Regions from separate parts of the Mus musculus genome. Here all the other regions are linked to region 1. The links are chromatin contacts, called in public HiChIP or PLAC-seq maps. All regions are on one chromosome and are shown on one strand. The core of a region is the stretch at or near the end of the contact, and the rest is flanking DNA. Distances in the headings are between cores, read along the strand shown. Region 1 holds the start of Areg (amphiregulin). Region 2 has its middle 39 kb from the start of Gm19619. Region 3 holds the start of Mthfd2l (methylenetetrahydrofolate dehydrogenase (NADP+ dependent) 2-like). Region 4 overlaps Gm19619 (predicted gene, 19619).

Region 1 (7,049 bases), core at 2,933-5,432:
AAGCACCATGAAGATAGTTTAACTTTACTTACATGTTAAGATGAGCTACAAAGTTCAGGCAGGTAGTTCTTGACTTCAAGGAGACAGAAATAAACTTCAAGGCCAAAAGAGAAAAATTGAAGAAGATCTAGGTGGAGCTAAGGAGTTTATCATATGAAATGTTACTTAGGTTGGAGAATTGTGGTCATCTCTTTTGGTGACCCATAGAATAATACTGAGCCCTCTCTGTACATACCGGGCATCACTTAATGGACAAGCGCACCACATAGGGCATCATTCAGCAGAATCAACGTGGACCTCACCTTTTTCAGTCCGTCTGCACTGGGGTTCAGACAGTGAACACTAATGGGAGTGCTTAGTTAGGAGCAACTGCCCCTGCGCCCCGCGCCCCCCAGCCGACTGTTCTTAAACATCACATAACTTAAAGGAAACTGCAGGACATAGAGAATGACTTCACTCGAATTTGTTGACATCAGTCCTGAGTTTCTCAGCCTACTTTGCAGAATGTCAAGTCCGACATTTACATAGGGTTGGTTTCGCACTCATGCTATGTTCCAGAATGTATGACACATCAGTGGCCGCTGTGTGTGATGCTGTTATGACACCACGGATGCTCTCTGGTGCATCATAAACTACCCCAAATATGGGAAGTAGTGCAAAGGTCACTCACTGACAATTCTGAAGGTGCTTACTTTGCACGCCCAGTGTGAAGCTCTGATCTTCAGTGTGCTTTTGCTGTAACCATCATAACATCAAGGATAGCCTGCACTAAACGCTCATGTTTATCCTGCCCGATTGTATATCTGCTGCCATGTATCTGTTTAACAAAAACTTGATGTTTTATTCCTGTTGTTAGTATTTTGTCTAAACTCCACTCCAAGTTACCTGACAACAGCCAGGTACGTTCCATCCCACAGTTGCCTGGCAATACCCAGGTGGGCCTGGCCCACTATACAAGGGGCTGCTTGCTCCCTCCTCCTGGATCTCATGATCTCTTGTTCCTTTCTTGCTCTCTTGGTCTCTTGCTCCCTTGTTCTTCCCTTCCCCACTCCCTCTCCCCCCCCCCCCCAGGTGCTCATGGCTGGCTTCTCTTCTCTTCTCCCCTCCCCTCCCCCCTCTCTGCCTTTCTCTGCCTCTGTTACCCTCTTAACTCCCCTCCCATGCCCTGAATAAACTCTATTCTATACTATACTGTCATGTGGCTGGTCCATCAGGGAGAGGAATGCCTTGGCATGTGCCCACTGAAACATCCCCTTCCCCCATACCTCACCACACACCCCCATAGAACATAATCCCCTTTCTCTTTATCTTTTTATAAACACATCACCTGTTTTCAGAGGAGAAGTTTGGATCTTAAAATCCTATCTAATTTACCATGAAGTAGAATTTATGTATGTAAACTTAGACTTATTCCAAGAACTAAACTATTCTGTCCTGTGACTAGGTTATATGGCAGACATGTAAATGCTCCCTTCCCAGATTTTAAGTCAGAAGTGACAAAGGAATTCTCATGGAAACAGCCAACTTTTACTTCAAACAGAAAGCAAGTTGGTTCTGATGACAAATATCCAAACCCTGTATAGATCCTAGTAAGGGGCTGGAACACTGACTGCTCTTGCAGAGGACCCATACACAACCCCCACCACCCACATGGCAGCTCACAAAGGTCTGTATTCCCAGTTCCAGGGGAGTCAATACTCTCCTTTGGCCTCTGTAGGCACTAGGCACAAGGCACAGGCACAGATGTGGTACACAAATAGAGATGCAGACAAAACACCCATTCACAGAAAATAAAATAATGATAAATATAAGAAAAAGGATAATTAAGAAAATAGGAAGTAAAGATCTAGCTGCATTCTGAGCAAAGTCAAGTTATTGTGCCTTGTAAATAAAAGCAACATTTAGTGGCTCATTGAAAATTAAAAATTCCGTTTAAAGGAGTGTAAGAAAACAAGAATAGAATAGAACGGAACAGAGCTAGGCTAGCAACAACAACAAAAATGAAACCTGTGAGACTCGGAATGTATGTAGCCCTGTAAGCAGATTGCCTGAGCTCTGTGGGCAAGACTACATCATCCTCAATTGCAGACACCTCATCTAGAAGAAGAAAAAGAGGAGGAGGAAGAGGAGGAGGAAGGGGAGGAGGAGGAGGAAGAGGAGGAGGAGGAAGAGGAAGAGGAGGAGGAAGAGAAGGAGGTGCTGGCAGCAGAAGCAGCAGCAGCAGCAGCAGCAAGGACAGAATGGACAGGGTCTTTTTCTACCCCAGAACGGATGGGGAGCATCTTTCATCCCCATTGGTGGCCGCCCTAAATCGTACCTTCTTTCTATCCAAACTTCCTGCTCAGAAGGCCTCCCAGGGCCTTTTTCCCTTCCCGCACAGGGCTGTCTGTGATACCTACAGGCCAAATTAAACTACAGCCTCCTTTCCCAGCGTACTGTGAATCAATCCCTTTTATCTGATTTAGTAGATTTACTTAATCATATGTGGCCCACACGACTGGGCTCTCAACAAACATGGTGCTGCTCACTAAATCTCCCTCTTGGTGATTTCCCACACAAAAGTAAAGCACAGTTTACACAAAGTACTCCTTCACCAAACACTGAGTAGAAGTGAGGGCACAGTTCAGGACTTTTCTGTATCTCCTCTCCAAAAGCCCATGTTTTTGTTCTAAGAGTTTAAAACCAATAGTCCTGAAAAGGCTGATTGGGGGAGCTCAGTCAGGGAGGGTCGTGGATAAGGGCAGGAAACAGCTTAGAGAAAGTGTGTCTTGTTTTCTTTAAGCCAAGAGAAATCCATTTCTTTTTTTTTTTTTTTTTAATATTTTTTATTATTACCTATTTTCCTCAATTACATTTAGAATGCTATCCCAAAAGTCCCCCATACCCTCCCCCCCCCATTTCCCTACCCACCCATTCCCATTTTTTTGGCCCTGGCGTTCCCCTGTATTGGGGCATATAAAGTTTGCGTGTCCTGAGCTACTAGAGCATGAGAGTTCGGGGAAGTAACTGCCCTCACTTCCTTTGCAGCTAAATATGCCCCCAGTGGGGTTCGGTTCCCTCTCCTCTCCTCCCCTCTCCCCTCCCCTCCCCTCCCCTCCCCTCCCCTCCCTTCCCCTCCCCTCCCCTCTCCTTTCTCTCTCCTCTCCTTTCTCTCTCTCTCTCTCTCTCTCTCTCTCTCTCTCTCTCTCTCTCTCTCTCTCTCACACACACACACACACACACACACCAGTCTTTCTGCTAGCCCAAATAGCCCCTCACATTTGCTCTGTTGCCTGGGTGGGCCTGGAAGTTCCTCTAGCCTGGGTGCTGGAGTCGCAGATGTGTCCCCATTAGGGCTCTCTCTCAGGCTGGAAATGAGGGCCTCCCTGGATTCTTCCAATTTGAACACCTAAATCATCTTGACAACTTTCCTTTTCTATGAAACTTTCTTCTGCCCAGCAACCCTCTTCTTAAAGGTCAGTTTAGCCCTCAATCTCTTTATCAGAGCTGCAAGGGGCAGATTTCAGTGACAAACTAATTTGAATCAAATCTACATAATGTGTGTTTGAGTTAATTCATTTTTTTCTGCTTTTTACATCTGTCTTTTATTGGTTTGTAAAATAGGGGAGCACACTTATCCCCAGCAACTTATTATTGGTCTCATGATACAGCTCAGGTTAACTTCTCCCTGTAACCTCTACTTCAGTCTCCCTAAGTGCCACTGTCTGGCCACGCCCAGCTAAAACCTTAAGTGTAATTCGAGTAGAAAGACCAGCAAATACTGCAGAGAGGAAGGCCGCAGGGAGGGTGTCTGATTGATAACTAGGTTATTAGGAGTCCTTTAGCGCTTCGTTTATCCTCCTCAAAGTCTTCGGGCTAACATCACTAAGCCACAGTTGCTCTGAAAGCTCCACAAACATCCTAAAATGGGACTTTGGTACTTAATGTCCCGGCCTGCTGTCCTGTTAATGTATATGCAAAGAGTTTCTTTGGGCTGTCAGCTCCTCAGCACCACTCTAACTTAAAACACAACGCGAGTGGGAAAGTTTCTCCCCGCGTAATCAGGGCTCGATCCCCACTTCCTCCCGCGTCAGCTGGGTTTTTGGAGTAGTAACCTCCCGCCTCCACCCAGGGCTGGTCCGTGACGTCACGGGCGGTGGCTCCAGCGGGTCTATAAAAGCAGCAGGTGCTCGCCGCACCCTGGATCCCGCTTCCTTCGCTCCCTTCTGACCCGCGGCCACCGCCCGGACATCTCCAGCTGAGCCTGAGGCGCTGGCCGCTCCAGCCGTCCGGAGCCCGGCGGGCTGGGCTTCCCTGCGCCGGTGCTCGCCCGCTGCTCCGTGGTTCCGCTGCTCCCGCCGCCCGGAGCCGCTGTCGTGTTGCTGCAGAGACCGAGACGCTGCCGGCCGGTGGAACCAATGAGAACTCCGCTGCTACCGCTGGCGCGCTCAGTGCTGTTGCTGCTGGTCTTAGGCTCAGGTGAGCATCCGCCACCTCTCAGGTTGTTGCCCCTTGAATGCTGCTGCCTCTTGACATTCCCCAAACGTCAGGGAGCAGATCCCCTTAGCTCATACCCCTGAAATTGCTCATGCTAGGAGGGTGAGAGAAGCAGACGAAGTCTCTAGCATGACCCAAGGTCTCTAGCATGACCCAAGGACCAGCTGATGGAAACCTAAGAGGTCATTTTAGCCCACCCTTTTCTTTGATAACTAAGGAAACTGAGGTCCAGGCAGGTGAAGTAGTTTCTACAAAAGTAGTTAATCCAGGAGGATTTGAAGGAGGGCTCTTTGCCTTCTGTCTCCATTCTTCTGTCTAGTGATTTTATTTTTCCCTCTCCAAAGCAGACTCAAAGTGTTCAGAGGTTGAAAGCATCGCTGCCAAATGCTGTCTTGATATTAAAAAAAAAAAAAAGAATTAAAATGAAATCAAGGACTGAAGCTCAGGACTCCTCCAAGGGGTTACCCGGCTCTGAACCTTTTCTCTGTGTGATAATAATAGATAAAGACGGTAAAAACCGTTGCTCTTTGCCACTATTGGCACTACCTTTTGCATCTTATGTACAGATTCAATGGCTGTAAACAAGAGTTAAAATGTATCAGTACCGGTCAAAAGATGGCAGGAAAGCTTTGGAAAAGCGCACCCAAGTTAGACCCGAAGGGTGTAGGCCACTTAGACATTGCGGGTTACGTGATTCTGGGGGCATTGCCTTGGCAGGACTTATCCAATTGTGGAAATTAATGTAGGCGATCTGGAAAAGAAAACCCAGATAAAAGAAACTCAGTAATTTGGGCAACTGAGTTTGCTTCTTGGCAGACTGGGAAGTTGCTTCTATGAGCGACTCAGTCAAACAAAACAAAACAAACAAAAAACAAATCCCAACACCCAATAGCACACATGCAGTAACTGTTTGATATGAGGAGACACACATGTCTACACAGCAATGCTCACTTACTGAGACAGAAGTATCCGACTCATCTCTTCTTATTCTCTCCGTCCCTGCAGGCCATTATGCAGCTGCTTTGGAGCTCAATGACCCCAGCTCAGGGAAAGGCGAATCGCTTTCTGGGGACCACAGTGCCGGTGGACTTGAGCTTTCTGTGGGAAGAGAGGTTTCCACCATAAGCGAAATGCCTTCTGGCAGTGAACTCTCCACAGGGGACTACGACTACTCAGAGGAGTATGATAATGAACCACAAATATCCGGCTATATTATAGATGATTCAGTCAGAGGTGAGTGGAGGGCACAAGGAAAGCGTTGTCTGTGAGATGCGGGTTTTACCTCTGCAAAGTGGCTTCAGAAGGGAGATGGCTCAGTTTTCTAAAGGCTTTGTAGGCGTGGCTATTGCGAGTCCTCAGAGCCACGTGGAGGTTGCATCCTGAAAGTCCAAGGCATTCATCAAAACCTCATGTGCATGTTTAATGTTTGCAACTCTGGTACATAGACATAACTGTGCTCATTTTACACAAGAATTGAAGCTCAGAAAGGTTGTGTGCCGCCCCCCTACCCCCTTTCCCGCCTCTGGGAACAAGCAACTGAGTCAGATTCAGAACCTCAATCTGTTTGACTCCTGGGATGATGGTCTTTTCCAATATGCGACATGACCTCCATTCTGGGAGCATAGGTCGTCATTAACCATTCCTGTGAGCCTTGTAGCTCAACATTTGTGTCCCCTCCCCCACACTACCTGACTTAAAATAACTGCATTCTAACACAAATAAGGGGTCAGAAGGAATAATGACGAACCCTAGAAATGTTAAAGATGTATGTGTGGATTTTATTTTTATCCAAACTACTGATCCCTGGTTTGGTTGTTTTTTTGTTTTGTTTTTTCTCTCCTATCAGACAGATGTTTTTTTTTTTTTTTTTAAATAACGTTTTTTGTTTTTGTTTGTTTGTTTGTTTTGTTTTGTTTTTTGAGAGATAAAAGCTCACCACTCTCATTTTACTTTGTCATTTGGAGAGAAGAGGCCATTGATAAGTCAGATCTTGGAGGCAGGGCGAGGTGATATCAGAGTTCATTAAGGTCTCTTAAGACTTCCCTAGCAGCTTCCCTGACTCCTCCTCCTCCTCCAATGGAGTCTCCCAGAGGGGAGGAGGAATGAAGGAGGGACAGAGGCAGAGACAGGGATAAACCTCCCTTGGTGAGCATTCTATGACAATACCTTGCTTCTCAATCTTTTTTTTTTTCAATTTATTTATTTATTTTTTAATATTTGTAGTAGGAAAGGGGATTAGGTTGGACCATCAAGGCGTCCGGCAGCCTGTTAAAGGTGTGTTAAGTTACTAACAGTTCTGGAGGTCAACTTCTGGAGCGAGCAAGAGGCTAGCACCTAGAAAGAACTGCGGTGACACATGTACAAAGCTGAGACAGTTGCTGGAGCTCTTTTGGAAGGCTGTTTGCTTAAAATACCCAGAGGTATCTTGTCTGTCGAAACACTTCAGCACAGTGACTATTATTTGGCTTAGACTTCTAATCTATCTGATAAAATGTAGTGATAATTCATTTAAGACAATTCCCCTAGAGGGCTTACTCTAACTTGCACTTTATAATGATCAAAAGAACTTTTCT
Region 2 (6,716 bases), core at 207-2,706, 180 kb after region 1:
CAGGACTGAGAGCTGAGCATCTGACTAGCTGGCACCGGTGGGCACATGATTTCTGCTCATGGATCTGAGTAAACCGGGTGACTATTGATACGTGTTGGAATTCATCAGTCTCTGTTGAATAGATAGTCTCGTTTATGGCTCAACCTGATCAGTTTGACCTGAGATAGCACAACTTAACCTGTGGATTCTATGTGTGCTTCTTGATATCTTGCATTTCTGAGCATAAATTAAGCTTCAAATGGTTGGATAAGTTTCCCTTACCTCTTATGCACCCACTACCAACAGCCCTCCCAAGATACAAGTCTAGATTTTGAGAATATAGTTGCCATCCACTAGAAGGATCCCTCATAGTTGGGTCTGCGTATTAAGACAGGTAGTGAGGAGCATCTCAGAGAACCTGAGTACAGGTAAAACTCTGTGAGTGCTTCTACTGGAAACACTTAACATTTTCTATGTTTTTGGTATAATACAAGGAATGCTCATGCTATCCCCAGGTATATTACTATCCTATGTTTTCTATACAGGAAGACAGATATTTTGAAAAGTTCAATGATCAGTCAATGATAATTTAAAACCCACATTGTTTTTGCTTGAAAACTATACCATCTTTTGGAACAAATATTAAATTCCCATTTTATAAGTCTAAAGAAGTTTCTTCGTGACTTCAGGCACTTGCATGACCCTTTGTGGTGTACATAGCACAGGCTCATCTGAGAGGTATGAACGCTTGGGAATCAGTGCGCACCTCAGCAACGCGCTTCCCACGATTCTACCGTTAACATCTCCAGAGCAGCAAACATGCTGCAGAGCTCAGAGATCCACCATGGGAAGTCACACCACAAACAGGGCAGGAGTGGCAGTCAACCTTATGAGTCATTCGGGACAAGGGTCAGCGAGCTTTCCCATGACAAGCCAGATAGGCAGCACTTTTCCCTGGGCAGGACACCCCACATCTATGATCAAGATGCGCCGATCATAGAGCTTTGCCACACATAGGCATTCCATATACAAAATTAACCAGAGAAAGCAGTTGAGAATTCTAAGTTTTGAAATAGCTGTGATGCTGGAAAAAGCCTAGGCTTGGCTGACAATAACCTGTGATTACTCACAAAGCAATATCAGTCTTGAAACTGGTTCCAGGGGCTGAAATAATGTGTAGTGTCCAGGAAGGGCACTTTCCTGGGTTTGTGTAGGAAAGCCAATAGCTGCAATCCTCATGGGTTTCATGCTTTAACCACTTGGAAATTACTCTACCTTCCAGGTTAAGCAGGTTCTGTAATTCCTAACCAGCAACATTTGATATTTTCTATAGACTAGGGGCTCCTTTGGGGTTGCTCTTCTCCCATATTTTGTGTGAAAGCTCTTTTCTCCTTTTATGCTGCGCCTAGAACATGAGTTCCATTCAGACTCAGTAAAGAAGGCAGCAGAGGTCTTAAACTTTAAGAGGAGGAAATGAGTCAGTGAGATTGTGGTGTGCTCTTCCCAGCATGCTCAGCGGTGTGGAAGGACTGTCAAGGAAACAGAAGAACGCAATTATTTTGTTTCTTCTATCCAAGTCTATTTACAATGTCTTTCTCCTAATCTTAACCTGTGAGTCATGACCCTCATGGGGGTTGAATGACTCTTCCACAGGGGTCACATAATCAGATATCCTTCAGCTTGGATAATTATACTACTATTCGTCACAGTATCAAAGTTATGAAGTAGCAATGGAACAATGTTATGGTTGGGTTCAGCACACCATGAAGAACTGTATTAAAGGGTCACAGCTTTGGGAAGGTTGAGATCCTAGAACTTTTCTATAAAGACTGAGAAACAGGGAGTCCCACACCACTTGGATCCAGGTCAGGGGAGCCAAACACCTGAGGGAGGCTTAAGAACTTAAGAACTTACTCTTGACTCTTCTATGACATGTGACTGTTTTTTTAAGGGTCAGACCTAGTTAGGAATTCTCCTTCATATTGACCCTTTTATCCTCTCTCTAGAAAGAGTGTATTAATATCAGGAGCTGGGGCAACTATTTTGCAGTAGTGAAGTTGATATTCAAGAATAGCGGGACAGAAAGACAGGAGAAGCTGCTTTGACATCCCCAAGTGACTGTAACAACGCTGTTATTGAATGAGAAGGCAGTATCCTGACTGGTGACACTCCTGTGACAAGCACTTCTATTTGGATTTGAATGAATTTCTAACCAATACATGAATACATGTTCCATAGCCATTAAAACACATACTATGAGAAAAAGAATATTAGCCAAATTGTAATGATGAATTAAAACTAAGAAAAAATAAACTGTCCTGTGGGCAGAGAGATTAAGAAACTTAAACCAGATAAGTATATAAGGTGATACAATATATTGAATGTCTCAAGCTTATTTCTTTCTCCCACTTAATGAATAGTTTTACTATAATAAATGTTAATAAATATTACTATGTAAAATATTATAAGGGGTCAGAGAGGTGACTGTCTAAAAGCATTTCTCAATTCCCAGCATCCAAAGGGCAGCTTATGTCTCATATCTAACTCCCGTCCCAGAGGGTCCAACACACTTTTCTGGCCTCTGACAGCACCATGCCCACATATGATTTATAGACATACAAGCATGCAAAATACCCATGTACATAAAATGAAAATTAAATAAGGGAAAAATATATAGAAAATAATGATTTTTAAGCAAAGACAAAATATCACATATTTACGTATGTCTACTAAATTATTGACTGTCAATGTTTTCATCTATGTATTTATCTGTAACTATTTATCTTGATTTATCATGTCCTAAATGAAGTGCCTCCTTTATACATCACAAAACCACAATCAATGTCATTTATCCTACCACAATTGTCTGAGTGGAATGACTTAAGATAATGTAAGCTCCCCCACACAGTATTTAATTATAGAATTGCCTTCTTGGAAACTACATGTCTCCATCCCATGACTACTCTCAGGTTGCTTCACAGTTTATTTATACTCAAAAAGAAGGCCACTGCAGAGACGAGAGGAGGCAAAGGCAGGAGTGAAGCTGCCATAGCCAAGCTGGCACCTTCCAGAAGCTTCTAGAGCCAAGAAGAGGATCTCCTTGGAAGCACTTGATTTTAATTCATTAAAACTGACTTTGGATTTTTGGCTTCTAGCATTGTAACAGGTAAATAATAGAGACTTAAGCTGCTGTGTTTGCTGTGGTGCCTATAGCAAACTAATAAGTGTGCCAAACTGACATCTTTAGTTCAACTGGCACAGAATATAGCTCATTAGTATAAGAGGACACATTCTTAACTAGTCTCAACTTGATGAAAACAATATTTCATGGGTTGCATAGCAAGAAAGGATAACTGGCATGTAAAACAGGTATAGTTTAATATGTCCGCTGTGAAGATTCCCAAGGTAGGAGTTCCTAGGAATGGGAATGCTTGATGTGTTCTGGGGCCTGAAATATTCCCTAATTGCTAGAGAATACTCATGACAGCTTCTCTCATCCTTAGCAATTAGGGAGAAACGCCATTGCTTTGTTACTACACATCACCCCTCCCCTACATTCAAGGAGAGGTACGGAAGGAACACTACAGAGAAAATATAAAGGCGCTTTTGATGAAGATAACAGTTTGTTTGACTCGGTTTACCATAATTGCTATTTTCTTGATGCCTCTGATCACATTTTAACACACAAATAAAAAATGTGGGCTTCGCTTACAATCCACAATCATTTCCTTTTTTTCCAAACAGTTGTTCACTGAGACATCTGCCAAAAAGATTAATGATTTTTCCCAAGAAATATTTAGAAGCTTGTATAACTTAGTCTGGGCCCTGGGTGAGCACACTCCAAGATTAGGTGCAGTTGACCAAGGGAGTCAGGTGACTGGTCCCACCTGTAAGTTCTTTATTGGCAAACCAAGGGCTCTCAAGTGATCTTTAAACAGTAGTTTTCACTTTGAAATGTGTGATGTCAGAAAAATGTCAAAAATCTGTTTTATGTTGCTTTGTCGAGTGATTTTTCTGTGTGTCTTAAAATTTTATCAAAAGCAACAATTCCAATCAAAATCAGAAAACAGAAGGGAAAGGAAGAACACTGTACGTTGGTTTTTTTTCATTTCTGTTCTAAGATGAATGCATATGCCATCACTTTGCTTGCCTGACATCAAAGGAGACTCTTTCACACTAACCCTGCCCAGGTCTGTGCTAAGATTTGCTGGCTGCGGGCACTAAGTGAGTTCCCTCATGGCTCTGGATTAGTTCTTTCTAGAGTGTCTCAAGATTGCCAAAGGGCATCACAGAGTGTGACATACTCAAGTACCTATGGTAGTGAAACTGAACAAACTCAAACAAAACCCATTTTTGACAACATCTACCTGCACAGAGTATACAATCGAATCAAGGTTGCTTAGGCCTTAGTCTCACTTTTGACTTGTGAGGCAGTTGCTGGAATCCCATGCTGCCTCCTTCAGCTCTCCAGTCTTTGAGATCCATGGAAAGCACAGAATGAGAGATGAGTTTATTGCAGTGAAGTGTGGAATAATCTCAGAGAGCCAATGGCTGGAGTCACTCTCTGCAACTGTAAGCCCAAATAGACTCTTCCATAGTTGCTTTTTGGTCATGGTGTTTGCTCATAGCAATGAAAAGTAGCTACCACACTGCTGAAGCACAAAAATATACTACCTACATGGCTAGCCTAAGAGGACATGATATGCTGTCCAAGAGAAGTTCTATTTTGTCTGATCTACCTTTCTTCCTTCTGGGTTATTATGGATGGGTGGGTAGATGGGTGGATGTAACAGATGGTTGGATGGATGGATGGATGGATGGATGGATGGATGGATGGATGGATGGGTGGGTGGATGGATGGATGGGTAGATGGATGGATGGATATGTCCTTTATAAATGAAAGCATCTACTTTATATAAAAATTCTATTCCAAAGTGCCATTCAAAAATTCTCTCTCTCTCTCTCTCTCTCTCTCTCTCTCTCTCTCTCTCTCTCTCTCTCTCTCTCTCTCTCTCTCTCTCTCCCCAAAATGCAGGCCATCTGTGCAGTCTTCCATGCCATTGATGAAATGATCATCAGTAGATAATGATATGACAGTTATACAATAGATCAAAAGCCATCCCCAGTTCTGACAGTAACATTGTGTTCTCTGCATTCTGAAAGCCGGGGTAAAGATTCAGGATACAAATAAATACAAATAACGATAAACTATTCCACAGTTTGTATAATACCTATAAGCAATGATCTAGAAATGACAACTGAGTCATCCAGGCAGGATCATCAGTGACATCAAAACCTCCCCTTCAGATCCTCAGATGAGGAAGCTGAAGGCCAGAGAGGTGAAATGTTTTACTAAAGGACACTCAGCTAGCAAAGCCAGATCTAAGATGCATATCCGGTCTGCTGCTCTTTGAATAAGTGCAAAAAATGCAAGTTCTCAGCTTAAGTTTATTTAGAATTAATGTCACCTTTAACTCCATGAATCATTTGGCCAAGGAGGTCTTTCTTTAGTATGTTTTCATTTAATAAAATATGTTTTCATTAGTAAAAAACATTCTAAACAGAGGAATTGTATCCCCTGGTTGTGTCGTCATCAATGCTGCCGAAGGTTATTTACATAAGGTTTGTCCCCCAAACCAAGATTGTCAAGGGGCCTTGCCTGGCTTGTCCCTCCAGATTTTAATCTTTTCGTACTCAGGGCTGCATCACGGTACAAGCAGGCTTACTGACTACTCAGATGAACCCCAGGCAAACTAAGAGCTAAATGTCAATTGTGGTTAACTGAAACTTAGATCAAATAAAAATCTTAACATGGAAAACACTAATATTCTACATCATCTGTTTTTATAAACAAAAGTCATAATCTGGAAACGTAAGTGAAATTACACCTTGATGTAAAATGTAAAAGTAGAAAGAATAATCTCAAATTGCCTATTTTATGGTCATATATTTCAGTCACGTATATACATATAAATTAAATTATGTTCATTTTTACTTTAAAACCATCCCTAATGAGATAAACTTTATTTGCACTTAGCTTCACCTTCAAGAAACATGAGGATTTAGACAATCCAATTTTCTGAATACTTCTAGTTTCTTATTTGTCCATTAAAGGAAAAAAAAACCTAGAATTGAAGATTTCTGAGTTCCTGTCCAGCCATGGTGGCTACAGTCTTTACATGCTCCATATTGTGCAAGGAGAAAGTGGGACACAAACTCACATGTGTTCACACTGTGAGGTATAAAATCTAATTCTGACCCAAGATACTGAGTACTCAACTTCTATTCCTCTGGTACATCAAAGGGACACACATGCAAATGGGAAAGCTCCCACTAGTTAAAGCTACACAATTTTACACAGAAAATAAATGGAGTGGTATTGCCTTGAGCTATAAGACACAAAATAAATAAATCCATACTACCATGAACACATTATTAAATGATGCTTGTATATGTTCGGCCTTCAGGGAGCTGGAACATAACTCCCCACATTTAGTGTGTAGGATTTGAGTGACTTCCTTCCAAAAGAACTTGATGAAGAAGAGATAAACAGAAGGGTACTTGCTGTGGAGAAATTGCCCTCAGCCAGGTGACCCAGGTGAGCGCCAGCTTTGCTGGCCACATAGTACCCATGATGCCATACTATGTGTCTCCTATAAAGGCATCCATGAAAAGAGAAGCAGGGAGTGCTGGGTTGCATGAAGTCTCCTTGTCACCATCACAGCTAAATGATATCT
Region 3 (6,975 bases), core at 2,366-4,865, 210 kb before region 1:
AACCTTTGAATTAATAACTAGTTGACAAAACATTTTAAATACTTGGCTGTAAAGGGGCAGTGACTAATTGCACTTTTAATCAATTTTCTTAAGGAGCAGTTGTAACTAGAAGGCTTGCAAAGTTATTAAGAGTCACATGTGCATAATTTATTTATTTATTAACTAGAAATATGCATAAGCAATTGTAAATTTGAGAATTAATAGTATCTGAGGGATGAACAATTTAAGCAATTGCGAGCTCAGAGATATGGCATTGACTATTAATATACAAATTAAGGTTTGATTGTTCAGCATTTTAAAACACATCTACAGCACACAACTAGATTATTTGTGCTGGAACAGGGGAAACTGTGTCTTAAGACTCCGCCCCACAGAAGCTTAGTTGGGCCCACGTGGGCCAACGATCAGCTGGGAGGATGAGAAAAATGACTTTACAATAATGTTTTTCTTTTTGGCCAAAGAATTGTTTTGGGCACAACCAATTTTTAATTACCAATTAACAACAATTATAAAAGCTTTATTTTTTGTAGAAACTTTTGTAGTAAACTAAAACCCTAAGTAATAAAAGGATATTGTCTCTGAATCTTTTGGGTGAGAGCAAGGATTTAAGGTAAACTTTAAGAAGCATTAGTTAATAAAATACCTTTTACTTAGGAAACAATATACACTGAAAGATTAAAACTCTTGGCTTCTTGTATAGAAGCAGAAACAATAAAATTTTTTCTTACATAATGTAAAGTTACATTAGCCATACCTAGAGGCAAAATTTTCTAGTGATTACAGTTCACTAGAAGCAAAACTCTTTGAATTTAAGCATTATTTTAAACATCTGAATAGATCTGCAACACTGTTAAAAAGAATTTCTCTTGAACACAGGGAAAAATCTTTCTCAGGCACCGTTTGTAAAACAAAAGAAAGGCCACAAGCCGCTCTGGGGCTGCCCAGAGCCCTGTATTGACTCAAACATAAAATACTTTTTAATCTGAGCATCTTGGCCCTCCTGTAATAAGGACCGATTTTAGAGGAACAATATAACTGTCTACGCCTCTAAATTTTGATACTCTTTCTTAAGATGACTTACAGTTAAAACGTTCTTTACAACTTTAGTGTTGTGAAAAAATTGCCCGTACTGCAGTTTCCTGCCAGGCAGCAACTATAACCAAACTGTTTGTCTAATCTATTTACAAAGACAAACATAACTAGATAACTCTGTCACCGTTTTGTACGAAGTGAGCTGTATGAGCGCTCTCATAAGATGATTACTCTTGTAATTATCTTAATTACAGTATACAGGTGAATTAAAGATCTTAAATTTGAAGTCAAACTGCAAGCTGCAGTCAATGGAACAATAGCAGTTTTAACCATAATTTTTAAGTTTTTGTGCAAGGTTAGGATAATACCTACAACCCTGGGAAAGTAAAACCCAAGTTTAAAACAATTTATTATCTTTAAAATCAATATTAGAAGCATTACTATCATATTACGAAGTTTGGATGTCAATTAATACCTATGAATACCTATTAAAGCAAGCTTTAATGCTTTTTAATAAAAAGACGTTGCTTTAAATCTTATCTTAAATTTTACTATTTAGGATACGAACCACATTAATTATTACCTAAACTAGAAATATCTTTAGAGACCCAGCCTCTTGGGCTGCCTTATGCCATGTGTCGGAAGGACTCTAAACTTGAGTTATCAAATTTAACACTAACCATCTGTAGCAATGTAACAATTATTAATCTTAACCAACAACTTATGAGCTGATTGTGAAAACACTCAGAGCACATTACCAATAAAAAAGAACCAAATGAAGCAGTTACATTTAGACCAATCAGAGAATAATAATTTTTGTAGCTACAATCATAGAATAAAAAACACTTTACCATTGTCAAACACATTAATCATAAACCATTTATTAGCTTTTTTACTCCGAAACTTAGAGGCTGTGCACTCGCCCTTATTTCCTAAAACGAACAGTTTTTCCAGCAGGGGCCCTCCCGCCATGTGTCTGATTCCTGGCTGAAACACGTGGCAGCTCTCGGCTTTGCAGATAAAGTTTTTTATACCATCTTTATTATCCAACATAAAACATAGAACATTCATTCATACAGACTGGACACGAACATACATGAATTGAACACGAGAACAGATTGGTGCACCGGACATTAGACAAGACACAAAAGGGAACAGAGTACTCCTGCTATAAGGCCCAGAGAGATATTTCTCTCTGCTTTTTGGGACATTTTCCTCCCTTATGATGCATTTTTTATTAACTGGGGCAATCTGCCTATTCCTTTTAATAAACCCTTTCTTTTCTCACACCTCATGTAGCTTCGGAGAGCTACGGCCTACCGCCTATTACCCAGCTCCTCACTGCTGAACCTAAGTGAACCAGCGCTCGGGTTTAACGCTGTCTCAGCTTAGCCCATACCTTCTCCGGTATGAATTTCCCTTATCCTTTATTTTATGGAGCTCCGAACCAGCAGCGTCTCTTCCAAAAATCCTTTGCCGTTTCTCAGTCCCGAGTTGGTTCACCAATTGTTGTGTCCGGCCAGCAGACCACAACCTGGGTTCTAGCCTGAAAAGGCATTTTGGAAACCTGGAAGAGAAGAGGGGCTAGGTGGCGAGAGAAAAGAATGTAGCCAAGACAGTTACTCTGATCAAGGCTCAAATTTTATTGTTGCGACACTAGTTATGAAGGAAGGGGGAGGGGACCCGATTCCCGCCGAATAATCTCGGGTCCAGTAGAAAGGTGCACGTGTGTGGCTCCTCAGGTTCCAGCAGTGGGCGTGGCAGAACGAATGAGCAGGAAGCTCCACCCCTGAGCAAGCAGGTTTCAGGCTGGGGGAGGGGAGACTACACTTGTATATTTGGGGTACAAGTTCACAACAAGTATTTTACAAACACCCACCCCTCAACGAAACTTTTTCCTTGCCTTTTCATTCTCTTAACAGGTTTATTTTTCCCCCACAGCAGAAATTTAAATTTTTTTTATACACTATGATAAAGTGTTACATAAAAAGTCTCGATGCCAAGATTTTCTTCTATGTTTTCTTTCTGTGATTAAATGCCTTCTACCAGACAGACATTGCACCACTGTTCTTGATGGTTTTTTCACAGAACAAGCTCTCTAACATCTGGGACTTTCCATAACTAGTTTCCTCAGTCAGACAGTAGTCTAAACAGCTCTTGCCCCTCGCATCACTGCCACAGCTTGACCTTGGGAGGAATATTTCCTGTTAGCTTTGCAGATGATTTTTGCTTTCTCATTGCAAACTCCCTCTGCTTTAAGGTTCCACAAACTCTAGGATCTTCTGGAAGTGTCAAGGATGCTGAAGACTGATAGAAATCCCAAGGACATCTTTGTTTCTTCCTCTCCTTGAGTTTCTTTTTCAATGCATCTTAAGGTCGCACAGGGAGTGAAAAGCAAAGACCTGCAACAACTTTACTGCTCCAAGCTGCCCTCCCTGTAACCATGGAAACGAGACCAGGGACTAGAGCTGGGCCTGGGGCACAAGGGGGCCTTGCTGCCTGCAAGAACGGCCGAGGACTTCCCTGTGCTCCCGTGGCGACAGCGTGCACGGGTTGGAGCCAAGTCGCCCGCCACCCCGCGGCCACCAGCGGTGCCGCCTCTGCCTTCTCGGGGCTCGGCCCCGCCCCGCGCCCCGGAACCCTGCTGAGGGCCCCGGGCGTGTCGCTGAGCTGACCGCGGGACCCCCGGAGGCGGACGGCGAGGCATGGCGACGCGGGCCCGCGGCTTCTCGCTGCTCCGGGGCCGTCTGGGCCGAGGGCCTGTGCGAGCCCCGGGCGTCGCCGAGCGCGCGTGGCGCGGCTTCGGGAGCAGCGGCCGGAGGTAGGAGCTGCGGGCAGGGGCCGCGCGCTGGGCGGCGGCGGGGCCTGCGGAGGCCCGGGGTGGCCGCGGTGCGAGGCGCTCAGGCAATGGGCCGCGGCTTTGTTCAGACTGTTCTTGTGCGAGGAGGAGTAGGCGCTGTGCAGACCTGTAGTCCAGCGTTTCTGTTTCTTTAGTCCTTTGTCACCGGCTTGCTGTAATCTTTCCCACCTCGGAATGTCTTACAGTTTCCTTAAACTGCATGCAGTCCAGGCTGGCCTCTCCGCTTGTAGGGCGCTTGGCAGCCTTCGGATTTGGTTGCTGCCCGGGACAATGAAAAGACACCGTGGTGCCCAGGAACAGGCCACGCTGCCGCAGCGTCCCTTGTCTGCTGGGGAATCCAACCTATGGAACAACAGCAATGCATAGTGTCTTGCCCAGGGCCTTCGAGTTCAGAAAAACTCATTTGTAAACTTCCAGTGCTTCTTAGGTGGCTGGAGACTCTCGCTTGACGGTTTATAGTCACTTTGTGTCCTCAAGGAAAAGTACAGTGAGGCTGTGCCCATAGGTGCTGTGTGATTTAAATTAACTCCCCATCATACGTATTTGGATCTTAGTTTTGAGTCACTGAAATTTAAAGTTCTTTCTGTAGTCTTAACTTCGGAGATGGTTTGTAGTGACTAGGTCTATAGAAGAGGATGTGTGGTAAATGATACAGCTTCGGAATTCTATTGCTGTACACTGTTGGCCTGTAGTAGCAGCGTTGGGATTTGCTGTTTAGCCAGAGTGCTCTCCTCCCTTGGAAGAACAGATTTGTAAGGGTTCTGTTTGCAATCCAGACTTGAAGGGGTTGTCTACCAAGAGTATCCTATTTAAATCATTATCCTTGGAATTTCAAGTTTTTAGTGCTTCCCTCTAGAATAATGGTAATTTTTTTGTTAGTGTATAAGTTGATTAATGTCCCTTCATCAGTTCGATGTCTCCATCTCCCCATTTGCTCCTTGCCTAATTCCTACTGAAACAACAGTTACAACCTCAGTATTTGGTTGTAGCCACATGCTCCACACCCACAAACACATAGATATCCATCCATTCATAGAAACTTCCCATCTTGCAATTTGTAGTTTGGTCTGGTGGCAGGCCTTGGGTTTGAACTCTGATACCTTAGAATTAAAGGTGCAGTCTGTTTTGGAAGACTATTTCTTTCAAACTGTGATGATAAAAGACATTACTTTGTGCCTGCCTGCTTCCCATTCTGTTTGATGCAGATTACAATTATGTAAGAAAAGAAATGCCATTTTGTAGCGTTTTTGCTTTTTAAGACGGCACTAACCAAGTTCGGATATGGTGGTACTTTTTTGACCTTTCTTTTGGCCCTGACCGCTTTACCTGAAGGCAAGGCTGGCTGTGAAGATGAGAAACACCAGCAGACTGGTGTATCTCGGGTGGGGAGGAATTTGGACAGTGTGTTGATGTTTATTGGTGTCTCTTTTCTCTTCTAGGGCCAGCAGAGAGAAGAGACTCCATCTTCCAGAGGTTGCCACTGTCTGCCTCCCCATTCAGTCATCTTTTTAAGTGACACCTCATTTGTCTGGTCCCTCATTGTCACACTTAACATCATTCCTGTTGGCATGACATTTGAATCATAGTATATTTTTTTATTGGAAATTATCCTTGATTACATAAACTCTTTCCTCAGTGACATTAACTATTTTAAATTAACCAATTTGTCACATTTTAGAGCCCTTAAGTGGAAAAAGATTGTTGACGTTTTTTTATTTCTTGTCTCAGTAGACACCTATAAAAATGGAACACACTAAGTATTCTTTACATGGAAGGTTAATTTAGTATGTTGAATTTCAAGAAATAATATTTGATTCAATTTGGAAGCTATAAGATCTCATAACATTATTTACTATTCATTTTGCAATAACTTTTCCCTTCAAAATTCTTTGTTAGCTATCCTATTTATGCATGAAAATTACAGCTTAATAAATGAGGGAAATTAATGTAAATACATAGATGTCTTTCTATTTTTTTTGGAGCTTCTTTTGTTGTGAAAAGAACTACTTACATGGTCAAAAATGTTTAAAAAAATCATCTTGGAGCTTAAATTATTCGCTCTTTGTGGTACTGTGTAGGGATTTTACCAGTCAGGATGGCTGTGGTTTAAAACACTGCATAAGTCTGGGGCTTGTGCTTTTCACTGGGAGGAACTTAGCAGCTGCCAAGCCAGCCCTGTGGGGCAGGAATGTCATAGACTTTGCACATTAGCTAGTACTGGTCTCAAGGAGAGAGAGAGAGAGAGAGAGAGAGAGAGAGAGAGAGAGAGAGAGAGAAACTACCCCACAACAGGGGTAGTTCTGCACGACTTCCATCATTCCTGTAGCTCCGTGCGGTGCCCTGTATGTGTTCTGTGCTCACATTGCTGCCAGAGCTTTCTCAAGCCATGGATTTAGTACATTCTCTTTTTGTTCTCCCTACAGATGCCTTTTAGCCACTGTGGCATTTGGGATGCCAGCCTACAGCTTCTCCACACTGTTTCGCCTTTATGTTTCACTGCCAATGGCTTTATGATATTTGCTGCTGACCTAGCATTTTTAAAAAGCCTCTATTTTTTGGAGTCAGCAAAGGATTCTAGTTTATGATATTTAAATATGTCAGAGTGGGTGGCCTAATAATTTTTAAAGGATGGGTTTTAGTAGTAACAGTACTAACGCCTTCAGAGTCTCCCTTCTCGAACTTACTCAGGACTGCCTTTTCTGCAGAGTTACTGCTTGCTTTAAAGACCGGTAACCCTCCCTGAAGCTTGGAAACGAGACTCCAACTAGGACTATCACAAAAGCTGATTTAAAAAGATTTATTTATTTATTTATTTTTAATGTATGTGAGTACACTGTAGCTGTCTTTAGCCATACCAGAAAAGGGCATCAGATCCCATTACAGATGGTTGTGAACCACCATGTGGTTGCTGGGAATTGAACTCAGGACCTCTGGAAGAGCAGTCAGTGCTCTTAACCACTGAGCCATCTCTCCAGCCCCCAAAGCTGATTTTTTTTAAAATCTAAATTAATTTCAGTGAAGAGAGAACTAGTCATAAAGGCTACCAGTGCAGTTTCTCAAAATTGTACTGTTTGGTTGGCAAA
Region 4 (6,887 bases), core at 2,550-5,049, 140 kb after region 1:
TTCTCCAAGGGAGAAACAACATATCATAGGGCACAAAAGTATTTAAATATCTAGACAAATAGTGGACCAGTTGTCAAAACCTGATGTCTGTGACTTGACGGATATATCATTGTCATAAAAGGAAAATAAATCCAAAGTGTTATCATAGGGAAATGGCTAATCAAGATTCTGGATCGGAAACTGAAGATGCTGCAGAAATTCTTTCATTCAAAAACTATAGCCTTAATTATGTTGAAAAGGGAAAAAAATCTATCTGTTCTTCAATTAGCTCTCAAGGCCGCACCCTGGAGTCTGGAATAGAGGCACTCGCTAGCAAAAACAACAGAAGTACCCCCCGCCCCCAAGATGGTCTCAGTCTCCTGTTTTTTCAACTGTTGCACACACATAAGTCACTGGCCTGATCTGCTTTCCATTCAGAAACTGGGCAAGAATGGGTTATGCAGGAGAGTAGGAGTCATAATACCATTGCCACACTCAGTGCTGCTTAAACCCAAGCCACATCATCACTAAGTCTGCTATGATCATTCAGTGCCATTTGACAAGCTTGACTGTCTATCTTCTGATCACTAAAATAGGTGTGTGAAAGACCTTTGGTGGATGTTTTAGCTCTCTGGTATATTTCATGCCCACGGCAATCATTGTGATCATAAGTTTATTTCTTATATGCATTGTCTTCTGAAAGACGATGCACTGGTCAGAGGGTCCTAGTCCTTCGTGGTCTTAGACCTCACACTCTGATGCCAGTGTTTACCCAACACTGAAATGCTGACTGTCATATTCCATTTCTTTTACCTGACCCTTAAGAAAAAGAAATTACACAATGTTGGAAACATTTCTCGATTGAAAGAAATACCTTAGTATCTAAAGCACTGCCACATTTAATGCAGCTTAGCATCAGCAAATCCAGGAACAAATTTGCATTCTTTAAGGTCATCTGAATTGATTATGAGAATGAGATCCATTTTCAGTCTGTTTAATCACTTCGGTTTCCAAGCCAACCATGCTGAAGGCTAGACTCGCATGTGTGGTACTTAAAGCAGGGTGGTAGCATCCTTTGCAGACCACGTTCCGTGACCAGTGCTTCATGAAAAGCCTCTTCCCCAACTCCTCTTTAGAACCATAATACCCACGGTGAAATGGTAGCAAAGGCAGATGGAAGTCACTCTTCCTGCCTCACAAAGCTATCACAGCCTTGGAGTTGGTAGTTCCAGGTCTCAGATGCGGGACCATTATTATTTTATTGCTACCATTTCACATGTATCTTGAACAATGTGTATCAAAATACATGACATGCCACCAATCGGTAACTGAACAAGCAAGGTAAAATCAGAACTGTATGACCTAATCTTATGGAACTGCCTACAACTGGCCTCCTCTTCGGTTATTTACCAAGAATCCAACAGTTGCAAGTTTGAGAGGCCATAGAAGAACATGATAGCAAATCCATATTCAGTCTAAACAATCTAGAAAATATAACAGAAAACGGCAAACTACTGTATGAATGTGTACAGACTCTTTCACTAATAAAAATGAAACTGTTGGTGCAAATTCTAGTTTTGCATCTTCCTAGTCATACCACTTTTAAAAATTATTTATGTTACTAAATCTATTTCTCCACAAATAAAAGATATGGCCATAGGTTCTTCCTACGGTACTGTCAAGCTGAAATCGAAGTACTATGGTTAGATGCTTAGTGCTGAGTTTAGTAATGGGACACACTTAAAATAGAGTGGGCATTTTAATTATCACGTATACAATTGTTTGAAAACATATCAAACACAAAAGATAAATGGGTAAAAGAATGCCAGTAGTGGGAGAAAATCTACTCTGGTCGGGGATATGAGGTTCTAGTAAAGAATGTCTTTAGATGGCCTGAGATGGCTTTTGAACATGAGCAGGGGGAAGATGTGAAGCATAAAGTTAAAAGATATGCAGCGATAGACTGCTTTCCCTAGAGGATGCATCCTGAAATAAAGTTAACTTTTCTTTCTTGTGTCTGGGTGTTTTACCTCCGTCTTTATTCATACACCATGAGCATGGCTGGTGCCTGCAGTGACAACAATGGACATCGGATTCCCTGAAACTGCTGTGACAGGAGGCTCTGAGTTACCAGGTGGTTGCTGAGAATGGAACCTAGGTCCTCTACAAGAGTAGCCAGTACTCTTAACCACTGAACCATCTCTCCACCCCCACGTAAATATATTTAATCGGTATGATTTGAGAGTCTTTGTTCCTTTTTGGTACATGAGCTAAGTCTGTTCTAAAGTTATTACGTGCATTTATTAAGTATTAAAAAAAAGATGCATCCTACTCTGTAAGACCCATGTTTCCCCAGTCCCGACTAGCAGAAACCAGGAGCTCTCCATTAGTATTCACATTTGGCTTTAGATTTAAAGACAAATACCATTTACGTTAATTAATTTTTGTCTTGATCTTGCTTTCATGACTGGTCTGGCTTTTCTCATGGAATTCCAATAGTACTGGGGAAAGTAGCATTCTTGGTAGGTATTTTTTTTCAAAGACAAATTCATAGCAGAGTTTACAAATCTCTGCAAAGAAGCCAGATAAAGAATCAGGCTTAACAACAAATATGGCTGAATAAAGACCTTATACAACTGTGCCATGGAGTCAGAGATGGATAGAAGCTTGCGTAGACAAGAGGGCAAGTTTCTCCATGCCACCCATTCACCCTCAGCTTCCTGTTGTGGGCTGATTACATCCTATGCCTTACCTAGATTGTAATGGGGGAAAGTGCTTAACTAGCCTAAGCCGAGTTGTACTCATCAGTTCTCAAATGAGTCATAAAGAGGAAGTGTCTTTATGGCATACAAAGACATTCTCATAGCCATGGCTGTGTTTCCTGTCTGTGACAGCTGAGAACAATAGTGGAGTGGCTCCTTAGTTCTACATTATAACTCTGGTGATCTTACCCGAGCTTCAGTTTTATTGCTCAGATTCCTATAAACATCCCTGAACTTAGGGCTGGGGGTGGAGGGAGAAGACTCAGTGAGTAGAACACTTGTAATATACCCATGTAAGATGCTAAGTGTAGCCGTGAACGTTTGCAACCCTTCTGATGGGGATAGAGATACAGAGACAAGTGGGTCCCTGGAGCTCACTGGCCAGGTTGTCTAGCTGAACTCCTAGTGAAAGAACCCCTATTGAAAATAAGCTGGAGAAAGAATGAGGAAGACACCTGACATAAACACACATGATCACATACACACATGTATATCTGCAAGCACACACACACACACACACACACACACACACACACACACACACACGAACAGGCTCTCTAGGTTATAGTTCCCCAATAGCTTGACCCACTAAAAGCAAAACCAACCACAACATCTTCAATTTTCCCCTAATTTTTTTGTTCTGTTCTTATAATCCCACTGTTTAGATCCTGAACCCACCCCTACCCAGTTCCTTCCAATACACACTCTGAGATTCTCTCAGCTAGTCAAGCTCCCATAGTCTTCCTCGTTCACCAGTAATGAATCAACTTTCACCAAAACTTCCTCATCTACCAAGCATTCCCAGTTTCCACTGGTGCTGCCCTGCTCTGAGTGAGCTTGACTTCTCACCTGACCCTGTAAATGGCTCATGACCAGTCTCCAATCCTCATATCTCTTTTTGATCCAACTCAACATCACAGTCAGTTATCACATCATGAAAACTCTTATGATGCTTCAAACATATCACATGCTCCCACCCACCAGTGAACTAGGAACGCTTAGCCCTGCAGTCAAGGCTATCCTTATCTTTCTAAGCACTCTTCTCCCCAGACTCCCGTTTTCTTATCTATGTTCCATTCAGACCAATCATAAATACCTGCTGTCAACCTTGCCCTTTGGCTGTGTTCCTCTATAATGGTCTTCTAGAGCATTTGGAGTAAATGAAGCACCAGGCTGTCACAATGGCAACTACTTTGGCCATCCACTCTTCCTTGGCTGATTCTCTTTCTTGCCTCACTCTGTGTTTTCTTCCTTTCTTCTCCTAGACTTAATGCACTGAATGTCACAATGTTTGCCCTTTCCTGTACCTTCTGTTTCTCTCATTATAGAGGCAGACCTACCTTTACAGTCTGACCTGAACCTGTATGGCATCCTTGAGAATCCAACCCATGAATAGCCAATGTCCTTGAAACATAATCTACCACAAACCTCTGGCCCTGGTTACTGCAGTTTAAAATGAATGGGAGGAACAACAATATGAACTAACCAGTATCTCCAGAGCTACCTGGGACTAAACCACCAACCAAAGAAAACACATGGTGGGACTCATGGCTCTAGCTGCATATGTAGCAGAGGGTGGCATAGTTGGTCTTCAATGGGAGGAGAGGCCCTTAATGCTAGGGCCAGGAAGCGGGAGTGGATAGGCTGGTGAGCAGGGGTAGGGGGAAGGGATAAGGGGTTGGGGAGGGGAAACTAGGAGAGGGGATAATATTTGAAATGTAAATTAAAAAATATCCAATAAAAAATGGGGAAAAACCCAAAAAATTAAATTAAATTAAATTAATTGGTGCATCTATTCTGAGACAATGCTTCCTATGAACAAGCAAATCTCAGCCAATGATCTCCAACAAGAAGTGACATAGGTCCTTTGGCTTGAAGACTCCTTGCTGGGCTTGGCATTGCAGCTTTAGATCACAGTTCAATTGCAGTTGATTGCAGAATCTCCCAGGATGCTCTCAGCTAGTTTTCCCTCTCTCCCTTTCTATTGGAGCCAGGCTTGCCTGTCTCCTCAGGACCACTCCAGCATTTCTAGTTTCCCTTCTCATTTTCTCATTCAGCATTTCTATAACCAAATGCTCATGTGTTTAGGACACTCTTGGGCAGCCTTTACATCTGTTTCTTGACTTTGTACCATCTTGGTTCCGGAAGCAAATCACAATAAGGGGTGGGGGTGGGGATCTAAAATGTACTTGTCTGATTCCGCTTAAGCTTGCCCTCTATCATATTCTTAAGAATAATGTGATCCTGGTTTCATCAGAAGATGGAGACACTGAGCCTGTCAAGAGAACAGACAAAAATCATCACAGGTCAGAGAAAACTGTAGTACTGCCCTTCCCCCTAGTCCCCAGAGTGACCGCTGTTTCAATGCTATGAACATAAAGCAGGACAGCTATCACTACTGTGCATTGGTAGATGAATATAGATAGGACGAACTTGCTATCTTTTGCCCCATCTCAACACCAGACACAGACACAGAGTGATCACTTTTCACACATCTGAACAGGTGAATAAGTATTTTTTTTATGATGACTTCCTCTATCCAACAAGACTTTTCAGAAAAATGTGTCTTCGTTAAAAAACACCTGTTAATTTGGCCATCATTAGAAGCCCATGTAATCCTGATTCAGCTAATTGCAAACAGGATTCCTTCATCTCTCTGTGACTCAATTTCCTCTTCAGGAAATTGGAGATAATAGTGTTAACTCAGAGTTGTTACTAGATAATAGGTAATTAAAATACATCAAGTGCTTCAAATAGTGCCTGCCATTTGTTAAGTGCTATATTAGTGTTACCCAATAGAATGCCCAGTCTCTTTCAGCTTCTTGTTGGGTCTTCTGGAGTGTGGCCATGACAGGGTCCCTTTTTGTGAACGCTCCATAGCCTCAGTAATAGTGTCAGGCCTTGGGGCCTCCCCTTGAGCTGGATCCTACTTTGGGCCTGTCCTTGGACCTTCATTTCCTCAGGCTCCTCTTCATTTCCATCCCTGCAGTTCTTTCAGACAAGAACAATAATGGGTCAGAGTTTTGACTGTGGGATGGCAACCCCCTCCCTTACTTGATGCTCTGTCTTTCTGCTGGAGGTGGGGTCTACACGTTCCCTCTCCCTACTGTCTGGCATTTCATCTAAGGTTCCTCCCTTTGAATCCTGAGAGTCTCTCACCTCTCAGGTCTCTGGTACACTCTGGAGGGTCCCCTTAACCTCCTACCTCCTGAGGTTGCTTGTTTCCATTTTTTCTGCTTGCCCTCAGGGCTTCAATCCTTTTCCTTCACCCAATTCTAAATCAGGTTCTCCTCTCCACCCAACCCCCAGTCCACTTTCCCTTCCAGATCTCTTTCTCCCTCCCCACTTGTGATTGCTTTCTTCTCCCTTCTAAATGGGACAGAGGCATCCTCACTTGGACCCTTCAGCTTATTGACCTTTTTGAGTTCTGTAGACTGTATCTTGGGTATTCTATACTTTTTGGCTAATATCCACTTATTAGTGAGTACATTCCATGCATGTCCTTCTGGGTCTGAGTTACCTCTCTCAGGATGATATTTGTGCCCAACCAAGAAACAGAAGCTGCTGAGCTCTGTGGTTGAATTAGAGAAAGGCTGGAAAAAGCTGCTGAGCTCTGTGGTTGAATTAGAGAAAGGCTGGAAGAAGCTGAGGAGGAGGGTGACCTTGTAGGAGGACCAGCAGTCTCAATTAACCTGGACCCTGGAGATTTCTCAAACACTGGATCACCAACTAGGCAGCATACAGCAGCTGACATGAGGCCCCCAACACATATACAGCAGAAAACTGCTAGGTCTGGATTCAGTCAGAAAAGATGCACCTAACCCTCCAGAGACTGGAGGTTCCAGGGGGTTTAGAGATCTGGTTGGGTGGGTGGTGAGGGCAGGAACATACACGAGGAGACAGGGGGTGGAGAGGAGGTATGGGATGTGGAACAGTCAGAGGGTGGACGGGGAGGGGTAAAATACGGAGTGTAAAAATAAATAAATAAATGAATGAATGAACAAATAAATAAATAAATAACCAAAAAAAGAACGCACGGTCTCCCATTTTCTAGTCAGAGCCCACTAAAATCTATCAACATCTCTATTGCCTCATCTGGCATTTTTGGGGGTTCTGAGCTCTGACTTTGGGTCATCAGGTTTTACC

The links. HiChIP or PLAC-seq counts read pairs in DNA pulled down with a chosen protein or histone mark.
Region 2: a contact with region 1 is called in a FOXA1 HiChIP or PLAC-seq map of pancreatic cancer cells. The contact joins the enhancer-like site here to the promoter of Areg in region 1. A contact is called at or near these places in 1 of 39 promoter capture datasets (liver), 1 of 484 Hi-C or Micro-C datasets (trophoblast stem cells), 1 of 115 datasets of contacts at active chromatin or transcription factors (pancreatic cancer cells) and 1 of 9 other capture datasets (adipose tissue).
Region 3: an H3K27ac HiChIP or PLAC-seq map of microglia shows a contact between it and region 1, with 6 times the contacts expected there. The contact joins the promoter of Mthfd2l here to the promoter of Areg in region 1. A contact is called at or near these places in 12 of 39 promoter capture datasets (the 3T3-L1 cell line, 3T3-L1-derived adipocytes, cranial neural crest and 6 more), 1 of 115 datasets of contacts at active chromatin or transcription factors (microglia) and 1 of 9 other capture datasets (adipose tissue).
Region 4: an H3K4me3 HiChIP or PLAC-seq map of bone marrow-derived macrophages shows a contact between it and region 1, with 4 times the contacts expected there. The contact joins the enhancer-like site here to the promoter of Areg in region 1. A contact is called at or near these places in 7 of 39 promoter capture datasets (the 3T3-L1 cell line, 3T3-L1-derived adipocytes, cranial neural crest and 4 more), 3 of 484 Hi-C or Micro-C datasets (cortical neurons, multipotent progenitors and nephron progenitors), 4 of 115 datasets of contacts at active chromatin or transcription factors (bone marrow-derived macrophages, hepatocytes, intestinal villus epithelium and 1 more) and 3 of 9 other capture datasets (adipose tissue, liver and pancreatic islet).

What each region holds. Positions count from the first base shown.
Region 1 is chr5:91,135,417-91,142,465 of GRCm38.p6, forward strand. Areg (amphiregulin) reads left to right here and starts at 4,183. Exons shown (of 6, transcript NM_009704.4): 1 at 4,183-4,458; 2 at 5,482-5,709. The coding sequence starts at 4,398.
Region 2 is chr5:91,319,060-91,325,775 of GRCm38.p6, forward strand. No RefSeq gene overlaps it. Among named protein-coding and RNA genes, the nearest start is that of Gm19619, 39 kb to the left of the region's middle. Within about 2 kb of position 1,457, at least 21 of the 459 cell types and tissues checked have an H3K27ac peak or open chromatin away from gene starts, as enhancers often do. A contact at or near this core is called in pancreatic cancer cells, where this site is marked.
Region 3 is chr5:90,927,581-90,934,555 of GRCm38.p6, forward strand. It overlaps Mthfd2l (methylenetetrahydrofolate dehydrogenase (NADP+ dependent) 2-like), which reads left to right and starts at 3,616. Exons shown (of 8, transcript NM_026788.1): 1 at 3,616-3,853. The coding sequence starts at 3,738.
Region 4 is chr5:91,275,887-91,282,773 of GRCm38.p6, forward strand. It overlaps Gm19619 (predicted gene, 19619), which reads right to left. Exons shown (of 6, transcript NR_040428.1): 2 at 5,534-5,732; 3 at 3,838-5,016. Among named protein-coding and RNA genes, the nearest start is that of Gm19619, 3.7 kb to the right of the region's middle. Within about 2 kb of position 3,800, at least 42 of the 459 cell types and tissues checked have an H3K27ac peak or open chromatin away from gene starts, as enhancers often do. A contact at or near this core is called in bone marrow-derived macrophages and intestinal villus epithelium, where this site is marked.